Regions from separate parts of the Capra hircus genome. Here region 2 is linked to region 1. A link is a contact called in public Hi-C data. All regions are on one chromosome and are shown on one strand. Each heading gives the region's core, a stretch centred on a gene start, on an enhancer-like site or on the middle of the called end of the contact. The rest is flanking DNA. Distances are from core to core; before and after follow the strand shown.

Region 1 (6,044 bases), core at 1,747-4,246:
AGATTATGAGTTTCATAAATGTAAGCTTTTATTTATATTGGCACTGTCAGCTCCTAGTATAGTGCCATCCATATGATAATCTGAAATGATATATGCTGTGAATAAGATGCCATTATTCTGGATGCACTATCATAAGCTCGTTTGAAGTTTAATGATTTAATCACCACACAAGTAACTGAATACAAGCGGCCCCCCATTTTCATGTGTTCCACAATCATGGATTCAACCAACCAAGGACAGAAAAAAAATTTTTTTAAATCCCAGAAAGTTCCAAAAGGCTAAACTTGAATTTGCCATGTACCAGCAAATATTTACATAGCACTTACATTGCATTAGGTATTACAAGTAATTAAGAAATGATTTAAAGTATACAAGAGGATGTGCATAGGTTATATGCAAATACTACACTATTTTATATAAGGGACTTGAGCATCTGCAGATTTTAGTATCCACAGGGGGTCCTAGAACCAATACCCTCAGATATTGAGAGATGCCTGTACTGATAGGTACATCACATTCATGTGCTGAAACTGCTGAAGCTGGGTAAAGAACCACTAGAAAGAAGTAGGCAGAACAATCCCTAAAGTTTATACTAGGCTGAGCACAGTTCACATTCATACCAGTCAGAATGAAAAGATTCCCCTAAGATGTACAGTGCCAAGTAGAGCTCTCAGAGAAAAATAAAATCGTAAAAAAATTCACACAAATCTAAAGTGACAGAGGTAGATCCCTAGTTGTCTGAGACAGGAAAGTAGAAAGGAGGGTTAAGTTACAAGAGATGAAATACATTCAGGGGGATGAATGTGATCAGTATCTTAAATATTGTTTTGAGTTGTCATATGTCAAAACTTACTGGACTGGTTCATTTAAATACTGGCAGTGTGTTGTATACTTAATTATACCTCAAGAGATCTGCTTTTTATTAGAAGCTTTCATAGCATTGTCCCCACTTTGACAATGTACAAAAATTAGTAAGGCAATGCTTAAAAGCGACTCCCGTGTATTAACTCCTAAAGCCACTAGCTTCAAAATGAAGATTTTTAAAATACGAAAATTAAAGACAGGTGATACACTGTCGGATGGGCAGCCTCAGCACCGAGGCAAGTGCCTCGCCAGGTCCTCCTCTGCCCTTTGGCTCTGCTCTCCCCTAGGGGCTCAGGAGCAGGCTGGTGCACTCACTGGCAAGGCAGTCATCAATGTCCTCCTCACAGTCCATGCCGCTGAAGCCTGGAGGACATTCGCACATGTAGCTGCCCTGGGTGTTATGGCAGAGACCGTGGTTCATGCAGGGCTTGGAGACACACTCATCAATGTCGATGGTACACCGCTGACCTGCAAACAAAGGGGCAATGAACAGTCCAGTCTTTGGAAATCGATTCCCACGCAGAAATTTATATGGGGGCTGAGCTTTAGCTGGGGTGGGTGGGGCTACTGCAAGGATATGCTGTTTGGCCTCCTGCTTTGGGAAGTCCCTTCAGGTTTCTGTTCCCCCAACAAGTTGCCACCCAGATGCTAAAATTCTACATAGAACATCATAGTTTCAGACTCTGGTTGGAGTCTTCTAGCCACCAGGGGGCAGCAAAGACACGTAAAATGGAAAGTCTAAAACATTTGTTAGCAGCTTCGGCTTTTATACAAGGCCTGTGTTCTTGACAAAAAAGGGCAAGCCTCAAAAGACAGATTCTCCATGTCATCAAATAACCAGATCACTCTGTTAAATGCTCTTGGTTTCTACATTCCGACGCTGTTACCTTGCCAGCCAGGAGCACACAGACAGGAGTAACTCTCAAAATTTGGTGCCTCTTTGCAAACACCAGCATTCTCACAAGGGTTTGGGGAACAGGGAGCCAATACAGTCTGACAGTTCTTGCCTGTAAATCAAATGACAGAGTTTATTATAGAGAAAAAGTCCAAGGAACTGAGATTTCCCCAAATTCTACACCAAAGGATGCTTTCCGAATTCAGATCTAATGTAATGAATTAGTTTCGGGATCTGAGAGACCTACGGACCTTTGTGTCTTGGATCTGATGTGATAACTCACGGTGTGATCTCAGGCAAGTTACATTCTCTGAGCTTCTACATAAACAAGATAGGAATTAGGATGGTATGTAAGTCATAGAGGCTTTTTGTGGATTAAATGAAAAAATGTTTACAAAGTTCTTATTAGCATAGGGCCCAGCACAGGGAGTAAGTGCTCAACAACTGCTGGGCTCCTGTTATCTTCACGTTATTATCACAAGTGGTTCTGTGGATTTAGAAACTGACATCAATCGGGTGTGAGAGTTTTTGCATCTTCATAGCTAAGATTCAGCTGGAGCTTAGCAACATAGATCCACCTTGCAGAGTTAACAACACAGCCTCCTATTCTTAAACCTCTGTAGGCCTGTTCCAGAAGGCAATGGGGTTGATCAGAAGGCCATCAGAGGTGGAAACCAGTGAAGTTATACCAATTGTCTGGTAACATCTCTCCTTATTTCAACATCAAAACATGACATTAATAGTTGCCCACCAACATTTCCTACCTTAGTATACTGAATATGAGATTCCAGAAAAAAATTAAAAGAATACTTTTATTAAAAGGGAGATGGGCTTTTTCCAAGATGGTGGAGGAGTAGGAGGACATGGAGTTTCTCTCTCCCCACAAATGTATCAAGAATACACCTACACGTGAAGCAGTTCCCACACAGCACCTGCTGAACACTAGCAGAGCATCTTGGACACCTAAAAGGTCAAGAAAGATCCCCACATAATGGGTAGGGTGAAAAAAAGAAGGCAAAGGAAGAGGAGAGGAAGCAGGATGGTACCTGCACCCCTCATGGGGAGCTGAAGGTATGGAGAGGTCCCTGCATCTGGGGAAGGCCTCTTATCAGCAGGGAGATGAGCTGGAGCAGAGGGGAGCCTGGGGGTTCAGAGGATAGTCCAGTAGCTGGTCTGTGACAGGCAGGACAGAGTGAGACCGACACAGATGGTCCATGCCCCGGCCCTGCACGCCCCAGCCTGAGACAGGTGTTTGCCAGTGAGCATGGATGCTGGGTGCTGGAATGCGGGCTTTGGAGAGCAGATCCGGGGAGGGGCCTGCTGTTGGTTTGTTAGGGAAATTAAATGGAAGTAGTCTTGTCTTGTTCGAGCAGGCTTCTGACCTCGCTTCTGACCTTCCTGGACACTGCCTGGACTACCTTCCTGCGGTGAGTGCGAGTTGCATGGCACCACAGATGAGAAGGGGGCAGGTCCTAGAATTGTTGAGCCCCTGGAGGGGGTCTGGCCAACCATACCAGGGGCTTACTAACATTCCAAGATTTACAAGACAAAACAAATGGCACCGTAAAAAAAAAAAAAAAAAGATTAAACCAGAGCTGCAATCTGCTCTCAGACTGATGACAATATCAGTTTGTGGCCTGGGATTAAAAGCAGGAACCCCCAACCTACAATTCTGAAGTCTCACCTATGGAGCAGATGCGCTGCCCGGGACCTTTTCCCAACTGGGGCTCCAGACTGCTGTCACACAGGACTTCCCAGCACTGTCTGAGTCTGGATATCAGTCAAACCCAATTTGGTGATATATGGACTGTTACTTTTCTTTACTGTTCTACTTTTCTTTTCTTTTAATGATTGTTTATTAAAAGTAAGATAGGTAATTCTCTATTAGTTATTGAAATTATTTATTTGTGTATAATGAGTGGTTTCTTTTGTTAACAAATGTTTTGAACCTAAGGTGAAATTTTAACTTTTGGCAAAACATGGCTGTGAGGAGACAACCTGAGAGGCTGGGGTTGCAGAACTCTGCAACTGAGAATGCTCGTGGAGGAAGCCTGGACAACCACAGAAATGAAGCTCCATTTTTGAGTAATGCACAAGGGGTGGGGTTGCCATTTTAGGCTCTCTCCTCATACACCAACCCCTGCCTCCAAAGCACTAGGGAGGGCTCCTAGCAGAGCTGGCTTGCACATCCCTGTCACTGCCTCCTCTGTTCCCCCTCCTCAAACTATGTGACCAGCTCACCCCTATCGCCACCTGAAGGGTACCCATGTTCCAATCCCTACCCAGCACCCTCCTACCTGGGCAGAGTGCAGTGCCAAGAATACTGTACTTTGTGAGCCCATACAACAGGCAAAAAGGGACACAACAGAGCACATTCACAGGTGAACAGCCCCAGAGAAAGAATACTCAGTGGCTTCTCTCCAGTGGAAATGCTCCAATCCTCATACCACAAATCAGAAGCACAGCTAAGAAACAGATCTAGGGGCTTCTACTCCAACAAATAGAGAGCAGATCCTGTCTCTAACAGGGCAGTGACAACCACAGAGCAAGGGGAGGCCCTGCTCAATATCCAGTGCAGGCTCTAGTCACAACATCAATCAAACTCCCTTTCAAGGGGATAACAGCACAAGCTTCTGGACCAACCTAACCCAATGGGGGGCAGACACCAGAAGCAAGAGGAATTATGATCCTGCTACCTGCAGAAAAGAGACCACAAACACAGTAAGTCTGACAAAATAAAAAGACAAAGAAACATCTAGCAGATGGAAGAGCAAAATAAAAATCTAAAAGAACAACTAAATAAAGAGGAGTTAGGCAATCTACCTGAAAAAGAAACCAGAATAATGATAGTAAAGATGATCCAAGATCTCAGAAAAAGAATGGAGGCACAGATCAAGAAGATACAAGAAATGTTCAACAAAGACCTGGGAGAACTAAGGAACACACAAATAGAGAGGAACACAAGGACTGAGATGAAAAATACACTAGAAGGAATCACCATCAGAAGAGCTGAGGCAGAAAAAGGGATAAGTGACCTGGAAGACAGGACGGTGGAAATCTCTGTGGTGAAACAGAGCAAAGAAAAAAGAATGAAAAGAAATGAGGACAGGGACTTTCCTGGCAGCCCAGTGGTTAAGACTCCACACTTCCACTGCAGGGGGCCAAAGATCTAATCTCTGCTTGGGAAACCAGCATCCTGCATGCTGCAGGGTGTGGACCAAAAATGTCAATATGAAATATATAAGTAATATTTTTTTTTAAAGAAATGAAGACAGTCTCAGACCTCTGGGAAAACATTAAATGCACCAATATTTAAATTATAGGGGTCTAAAAAGAAGAAAAAGAGAAAGAACCTGAGAAAATATTTGAAGAGATTAGAGTTGAAATCTTCCCTAAAATGAAAAAGAGAGTCGTCACCTAAGTCCAGGAAGCACAGACAGTCCAATAGAGGATAAACCCAAAGAGAAACATGCCAAGACACACATTAATCAAACTAACAAAAATTAAATACAAATAAAAAGTATTTAAAGCAACAAGGGAAAAACAACAAATAACTTATAAGGGAATCCCGATCCCCATAAGCTGATTTTTTGAGCAAAAATTCTGCAGGCCAGAAGGGAGTGGCATGATATATTTAAAGTGACAAAAGGGAAAAACCTACAATCAAGAATACCCAGCAAGGTTCTCATTCCAATTTGACAGAGACTCAAAAGCTTTACAGACAAGCAAAAACTAAGAGAATTCAGCACTACCAAAGCAGCTTTGCAACAAATACTAAGGGAAATTAATTCTGTAGGCAGGAAACACAAGAGAAGAGAACAAAAGAGGAAAGGGAAAAAAAGGACCTAAAAAAACACCCCTCAAATTAAAAAAAATGGCAATAGGAATATACATATCAATATTTACGTAAATGGATTAAATGCTTCAACCAAAAGCCACAGACTGGCTGAATGGCAGCAAAAACAAGACCCACATATATGCTGTCTGCAAGAGACCCACTTCAGACCTAAGGACACACACACAGAATAAAAGTAATGGGATGAAGAAAGATATTACATGCAAATGAAAATCAAAAGAAAGCTAGGGTAGCAACCTTATATCAGACAAAACAGTCTGTAAATAAAGACTGTTACAAAAAACAAGGAAGGACACTACATAATGATTAAGGGATCAATCCTAGATGATATAACAATTGCAAATATATAGGCACCCAACATAGGAGCACTTCAGGATACAAAGCAAATGCTAACAGCCACAAAAGCAGAAATTGCCAGTAACACAATAA
Region 2 (6,473 bases), core at 2,806-5,305, 240 kb after region 1:
ACAAGGCAGATGCCACAGAGACTTTTACGACCTATCCTCAGAAGTTGTATATAGTTGTCTTCACTAACTGGCCACACAGGTCAGCTCTGATTCGGTGCGGGGAGACTACCTGGGGTATACACAGAGGCAAGGATCACTGAGGGTCTCCCTGGAGGCTGGCTACCACAGGGTTGCTGTTGTGGGATAGTCACTAAGTCATATGTGACTCTTTTGTGACCCCATGGACCGTAGCCTGCCAGGCTCCTCTGTCCATGGGATTTCCCAGGCAAGAGTACTGGAGTGGGTTGCCATTTCCCTCTCCATAGTGTCTCCTTTGATAGCAAAGGCAACAAATATAAATAACCAGGGCAGGCATGGGCTAATTCATAAAGTAGGGGGAATACATCTGTGATGCTCTCTCCTCCTTCCCTTCTCTTTCTCCCTCCATCGAAGTCAGGAGAGAATCTGAAAATAGTCATTTATACCTTGACATGAATTTAAAGCTCTCTGATTGCGTCTCACAAGGGCCTTATCTTCAGCTATAAAATAAAATAGTACTGGCCAGTACTTAAGCAGCTTTTAAGGCAGGTAGGAAAGATATTTCAGGGAACATGGGAACCTACATCTGGAAATCACTCAAATAGACAGCCCCTTTGAAACACTCATATACCAGGGCTCTTTCTGCTTACAGAGCTGGACCCTATGGACAGTTTGAGATAAATGGTCCACAGCCATTCATCTGAGGGGCTTTCCCCTACCCCCTACTTCTCTGGTGGCTATTCTGCCATCACCCACTTTCCTAGGCCAGAACTTGGTGACATCCATGTAACCCAGGAAGGCTGGATCACGGGAAGTGGAGAGCAGGCTGTGCTGATGATTTATTAAACTCTGTGGCTTCTTACTCCTCCACAAGACTCCCCATCAGAGGGTGCGGCTTGGGTCATGCTGGGCACTCAGCAGCTTTGTGGTGGGTATCGGTTTGTGCTTCCTCTCCCTTGCTTTCGATTCAGTGCTTTCCTGTTGCAGTCTGAGCAGTTCTATTTAACCGCAGCCCCACAGCAGCTACCACTGCATGCAAACTGGATCCAACGAAGGGCAAGTATAGGCTAACCAGAGGGGAAGGGCTGAGAGGTAAGACAGGAGAGCAGTAGAAGCCAACTGGAAATGAACAAAAAATTCCAAAGACAGAATGTCATGATGAATAATAATCAAGGAAACATCCCAGTAATTTAAAAAATATGTTCCAGTTTATATTCAGTTATGGTAAAAGTCAATCCTGATCTAAGTTAATTAGTTCAAATACATTTTTCATTAGAACATATCCTTGGATGGTATTTTTCAGAGAAATAAGAAATATATCAGCTGGGATAAGATTAATTTGGGTTTTAATTCAAGAGTTAATTTAGAATTGTGTCCAAATTCAATTATGACTGAGGAATCAGAGAAATGACAATGTGGGGGTAGAATTTAGACTAGGTATGTTTGAGGTTCTGATACAGCATTCCAGGCAAAGGAGAGTATTTGTGAAGGTCAAGAAACAAGAGGAAGCGGTACGTATTTGAAACACTGGAATCCAGTGGGAGTGGAGCACAGATGGCAGGTAGGCAGGTTGCCGATCATGAAGAGCTTATAAGCCATGCTAAGGAGTTGGAGCTCTAGCCTAAGGACAGTGGGAAGCAAGTAAATGATTTTAAACAAAGGAGGTGAATTTATCAGAATTACATTTATTAAAAACTTTCTGGTGACTGGTAAAAATGATCCAAGGGGAGAAAAACTAGAGGCAAGAAACTAGCAAAGAATTGCAGAAATCCAGAGGTGATCACTTAGGCCAGATAGGGATAAAGGTGAGTGGGTAAATCCAAAGGATTAGATTTTACTGGACTTGGTTATTGACGGAACGTGGAGGGTGAGCAAGAGTAATCAAGGATGCACCCTAGGTTTCTGGCTAGAGCATCTGGGTGGATATTGTGACACATATTTAGATGTACTCTTGCCTGGAAAATCCCATGGAGGAAGGAGCCTGGTGGGCTGCAGTCCATGGGGTTACTAAGAGTCCGGCATGACTGAGCGACTTCACTTTCACTTTTCACTTTCATGCATTGGGGAAGGAAATGGCAACCCACTCCAGTGTTCTTGCCTGGAGAATCCCAGGGACAGGGGAGCCTGGTGGGCTGCCTGCCGTCTGTGGGGTCTCACAGAGTCGGACATGACTGAAGTGACTTAGCAGCAGCAGTAGCAGAGGGGGAATAGTTTGAAGGGAGTGTGCTAATATGGTTTCAGGAATTTCCAGGTAGAGAGATTCTCGAAGGCAGTTGAGTCTGGAGTTAGGAGAAGTAGAGATTTGGAAGTCATTGGCATAGAGATCTCAACAAAAGCCATGAGAGGGGATGTGACTTCTCAGAGAAAGTGTAAAGGAAAGAGGCTGACATAGGATGGGTCTTAAGGAACACTAACTCTAGAGAAAGAGGAACTTGCAAAGGATATTGACAAGCCATGATTACAGCAGGAAAATAATAACTGTGTGGAGACCACAGGAAGATGATGAGTCTGTCAAGGAGGTCAATCGCATCAGAAGCTGGGCATAGTCAAGTAAGATAGAGATGGATCTATCCTTTGGTTTTGGTAATATTGGGGGGTGGGGGGAGATTACTGTGTTTAGTGAAAGCCCTTTCTATTCTTCAACACCGTGGGAGCCAATGCTGATTAAACTGGGTTGAAAGTGAGGGTAAAGTGAAGAATTAGGAACAACAAGGTAGACATCTCATTCATTGAGACACACACATGCTTTACTTCAAAAGGCCTTCAATATGGCTTCTACTTGGGAAAATCTTGCTCATTCCAAGGACATGGAAAAAGTAGAGGGGAATTAAAAACAAACAAAAGTCTGAGAAGTATGTATTTTTTTCCAAGAGACAAATTCAGCCAGGAGTGGAAGTCAGGAAGTGAGCGACATATTGTGTGCTCACCAGGCAAGAACTTTCAACCAATAAAGAAGGCCCATACACTCCCTGGTGCCAGTGTGGGGGTGTTGGTCTACAGTAAGCCAAGAATGTGATGCAATTCTTAAGAACAGGAAGAGGTTTAGCTGGAATGGAAAGAAGACTCTGACTTGGAGGTGGCAAAATGGGGGTAGAGCGAGAAACAGATCATTTTTTTCAAAAGTGCAGAGCCAGACATGAACCAACAAAAGCAGAAGAAAATGAAAAACTGTAACCGAAAGTCTTTCTACCTCATCTCTGATTGTAGTAGAGCAGACCAAAAAAGCATCAGATTCTGAATCAGCTCTTCTATCATTTATTAGAAAAAGGGAAAATAGCCACCCGTTGGGCTGTCTTGTCATCTGAGGCACCTTCCTGCACTTTCTAAGCAAAGAGCAGCTATTCTGCTTACAGATGAGAAAATTTATCTGTAAAACGGTGACCGTGGCTATCAACGTGAAAACAAGTATGAGAGTACCATATATGCTATTAAGAACAATTCAAAAACAACAACAAAAAAGGTCAGTTTAAACGTTAGCTGCTGAGTCCTTAGAAGGTCTAAAAGCACAAGGATATTTTAAAACAAACTGAAATAATAAGAACAGAAACAGATGATACAGCTAACATTTGCTCCAAATGGCACAAACTCCATGACACATATTTGGACACCTTTGGAAATCATTCTTTGGACTTAGCCAGACATCTTAAATGGAAAGAATCAGGACTGAACATCTTACTTTTCTATTAAAATCATTTTTATTTAAAAACCAGTGCAATGTGAGATGTGAAAATCTGGGGTTAAATGGAAAAACTGGCTGGGGATGGATGAGGGGATGGGTTCTGGTTACACAGGTCAAATCGTTAAAATGAGATTAAAGAAACAGCCCCAATTATTTTCTTCAGAGATTACGGAGAATGAAAGTATTATTTGAAATGAGTGACTGCTTGTTATGGCTTTTATAGTACCGGGATTTCCCTCATCTGTCACGTAAAAGATCATTAATTTTAAGGGCTGTTGTTCTCTTTACAGTACAGTTGTTTTCCTCTCAAGGAAATACTGCTTTACTTTGAGGAAGTGGTAAAGACTCCTCAGATTGGAATTTTGCTGCCCTCTTCTGGAAACAGCAAGTTATGGGCTGAGAAATGGACTGTGCAAACACATCTTAAATATTGCAGTATAGCCAGACTGTGTGTGCATGCATTCTCAGCCGCTCAGTCATGCCCAGTTCTTAGGGACCCCATGGACCGTAGCCCACCAGGTTCCTCTGTTCATGGGATTCTCTACGCAAGAATACTGGAATAGGTTCTCATTTCTTCCTCCAGGGGATCTTCCTGACCCAGGGATCGAACCTGCATCTCCTGGGGCTCCTGCAATGGCAGGAGGATTCTTTACCACTGAGCCACCTTAGACTGTAGATCAAACTTCACTGCCTACCTACACTGTTTGTGACACTGTTTGTGGGGGAATCCCTGAGAGAAGTCTGGCGGGTGCAAACCACTATTGGTTGGGCAAAACTAACCCTTTAGCCAGTTTATTTTTTGCATGGTAAATACGGTCTTACTTTACATGGCATCTGGGTCAAGGTAATTATCACTAAACTAGAGTCACTTTGTCTGATGACAAATTGGTAAGAACTTAAGTGACATGAAAAGCTCATTTAATATTGTCCATTATACATAAAAGCAACCATAGGCTCTGAGGTCAACAGGAAACATTTCCAGACCAAGTCTGCCCTGACTTTTGTGCTTTCACTTCAAGTCTAATTTGATTTCATGTCCTACTCTTCACCCTTTTATCTTTAAATTGTTTCTGCCTTAAAGAACCAATTTCATTTGCTATCTTTCTTCCTTATCTTCCTGTTGGTCTCTTTTGTTCCTAATAAGGCCTCCCCTTATTAGGCCTATACCATTTTACCCCAAGTTGTTTTCCCCTTCTATTAAAATTATGTGTATAGACATGACTTGAAGAACAGTCTAGTTCCAGAAAACATGTGCATATGTTTTTCATAATTCAATGGCACTCATTCTACAATCATTTGTTGAGTACCTCCAACATGTCTCTGTACCAAGTGCCAAGGATTCAAAGACATGACTATCAATCGGTCTTCACCTTAGGGGACTCACATGGTATACAGCCGAGGAGACAAGTACACACAAACTGCTATTTTTAATTGGTAGGTTCTATGCTGGAAATACAAGCATGTTGCTATGGGAGGTTTGAAGCCACAACTTCTCTCAGGCTGGTAGGAAGGAGGATGTGAGAATGTTAGGCTTTACAAAAGAAGTGTTAGAGCTGGGTCTTTGAGATGAGCAGAACTTTAGTAGGTTGGAAATGAAAAGGAATAAGGTACACACTCAAAAAGTTCTGGAGAGAAGGTACCAATGAGGCAAGGTAAAGGGGTAACTTGACTGATTAGAGAAAGCTAGAGAATTAGGTGTGGATGAGACAAAGAGGTGGTGGGGAGTGGCAGATGGGTCTGAAAGGATATGAGGTCATACTGTGGAAAGGAGACTGGGGTACGTAATCTTTTATTCAATAGGAAATGGGGCATGATTGGCTCTTTATGAACATCTTTGGTATTAATAACTTAGTAATACTGGGATGAAAGAGTGACCTGTGTAAGGAGGCTGCTGCAGGAGACCAACTTAAAGAGCTTGAATGAGCTTGAATCTTAGGCCAAAAAGCAAGGAAGTGATAAATGACGCCTATTTTGGAGGTTAAGAAAACCAAGTTTTAATAGTTGAGAGGTAGTAGGAGAAAACTGAGGAGTCATATGCAATTCCTGACTTGTAGCTGAGGTAAAGGAGTGGCAGGTGATGTCTAAAAGTTAGAAATGCCTTAGGAAGCACAGGATAGGTTTTAACTTTGAAGGCAATAAGATGTTTTAAGTGCACTAAAGTTCTATGGAATACTCAAAACACAGATATCCAACAAGCAGCAAAATAACTGGATCTAGATCTCAGTGTGAGCACAGACAGGTACATTTGGAGCCATCCGTAACACAAGTGAGAGCTGAAGCACCCAATACCGAAGACAAACCAGAGGAGCTTGTTCTTGAAGAATCCTTGCAGTGTTTGTAATATTGTGTACAGGGATTCCTTAAAGCAGGGGCATATCTGCATTGACTGATAAGAGAACACAGTATGTTATGAAATCAACAGAAGGTAAGATAAATTAGGATATAAAAATAATAAGTCTAACAGTTAATTTTAAAGCTCTCACTCACAGAAGTAAAGCTGTAGCATAACAGTAACTCCTAAGTAAAAGCAGAATCTAGGGAAATGAAGTAAAATGGAAAGGCATAGAAAATGTAGGGGGCGGGGAAAGAGAATGAGCAAAAGGACGTAAGAAAAAAGAGGGAGATTTTAAAAAATCATTTTGCTAAATCTTAAGTGAATCAGATGTAGAAAAATGCTGAGTTAACATTAAGATCAAATGTAAAAGGAGCAAATAAAATGTGTTACAAACCAAGAGTGAGAAAAGGCCAACAAACACCCAAGAGTAAAAATTATTAA

What was found. Hi-C and Micro-C count contacts between places; a contact is called where the count stands out from the background.
Region 2: a contact with region 1 is called in a Hi-C map of blood, with 3 times the contacts expected there. The contact joins two enhancer-like sites. A contact is called at or near these places in 3 of 5 Hi-C or Micro-C datasets (blood and liver).

The regions. Positions count from the first base shown.
Region 1 is chr3:97,200,070-97,206,113 of ARS1.2, forward strand. It overlaps NOTCH2 (neurogenic locus notch homolog protein 2), which reads right to left. Exons shown (of 34, transcript XM_018045986.1): 16 at 1,752-1,871; 17 at 1,180-1,332. Among named protein-coding and RNA genes, the nearest start is that of REG4, 120 kb to the left of the region's middle. Within about 2 kb of position 2,997, at least 1 of the 5 cell types and tissues checked has an H3K27ac peak or open chromatin away from gene starts, as enhancers often do.
Region 2 is chr3:97,439,341-97,445,813 of ARS1.2, forward strand. No RefSeq gene overlaps it. Among named protein-coding and RNA genes, the nearest start is that of SEC22B, 27 kb to the right of the region's middle. Within about 2 kb of position 4,056, at least 3 of the 5 cell types and tissues checked have an H3K27ac peak or open chromatin away from gene starts, as enhancers often do.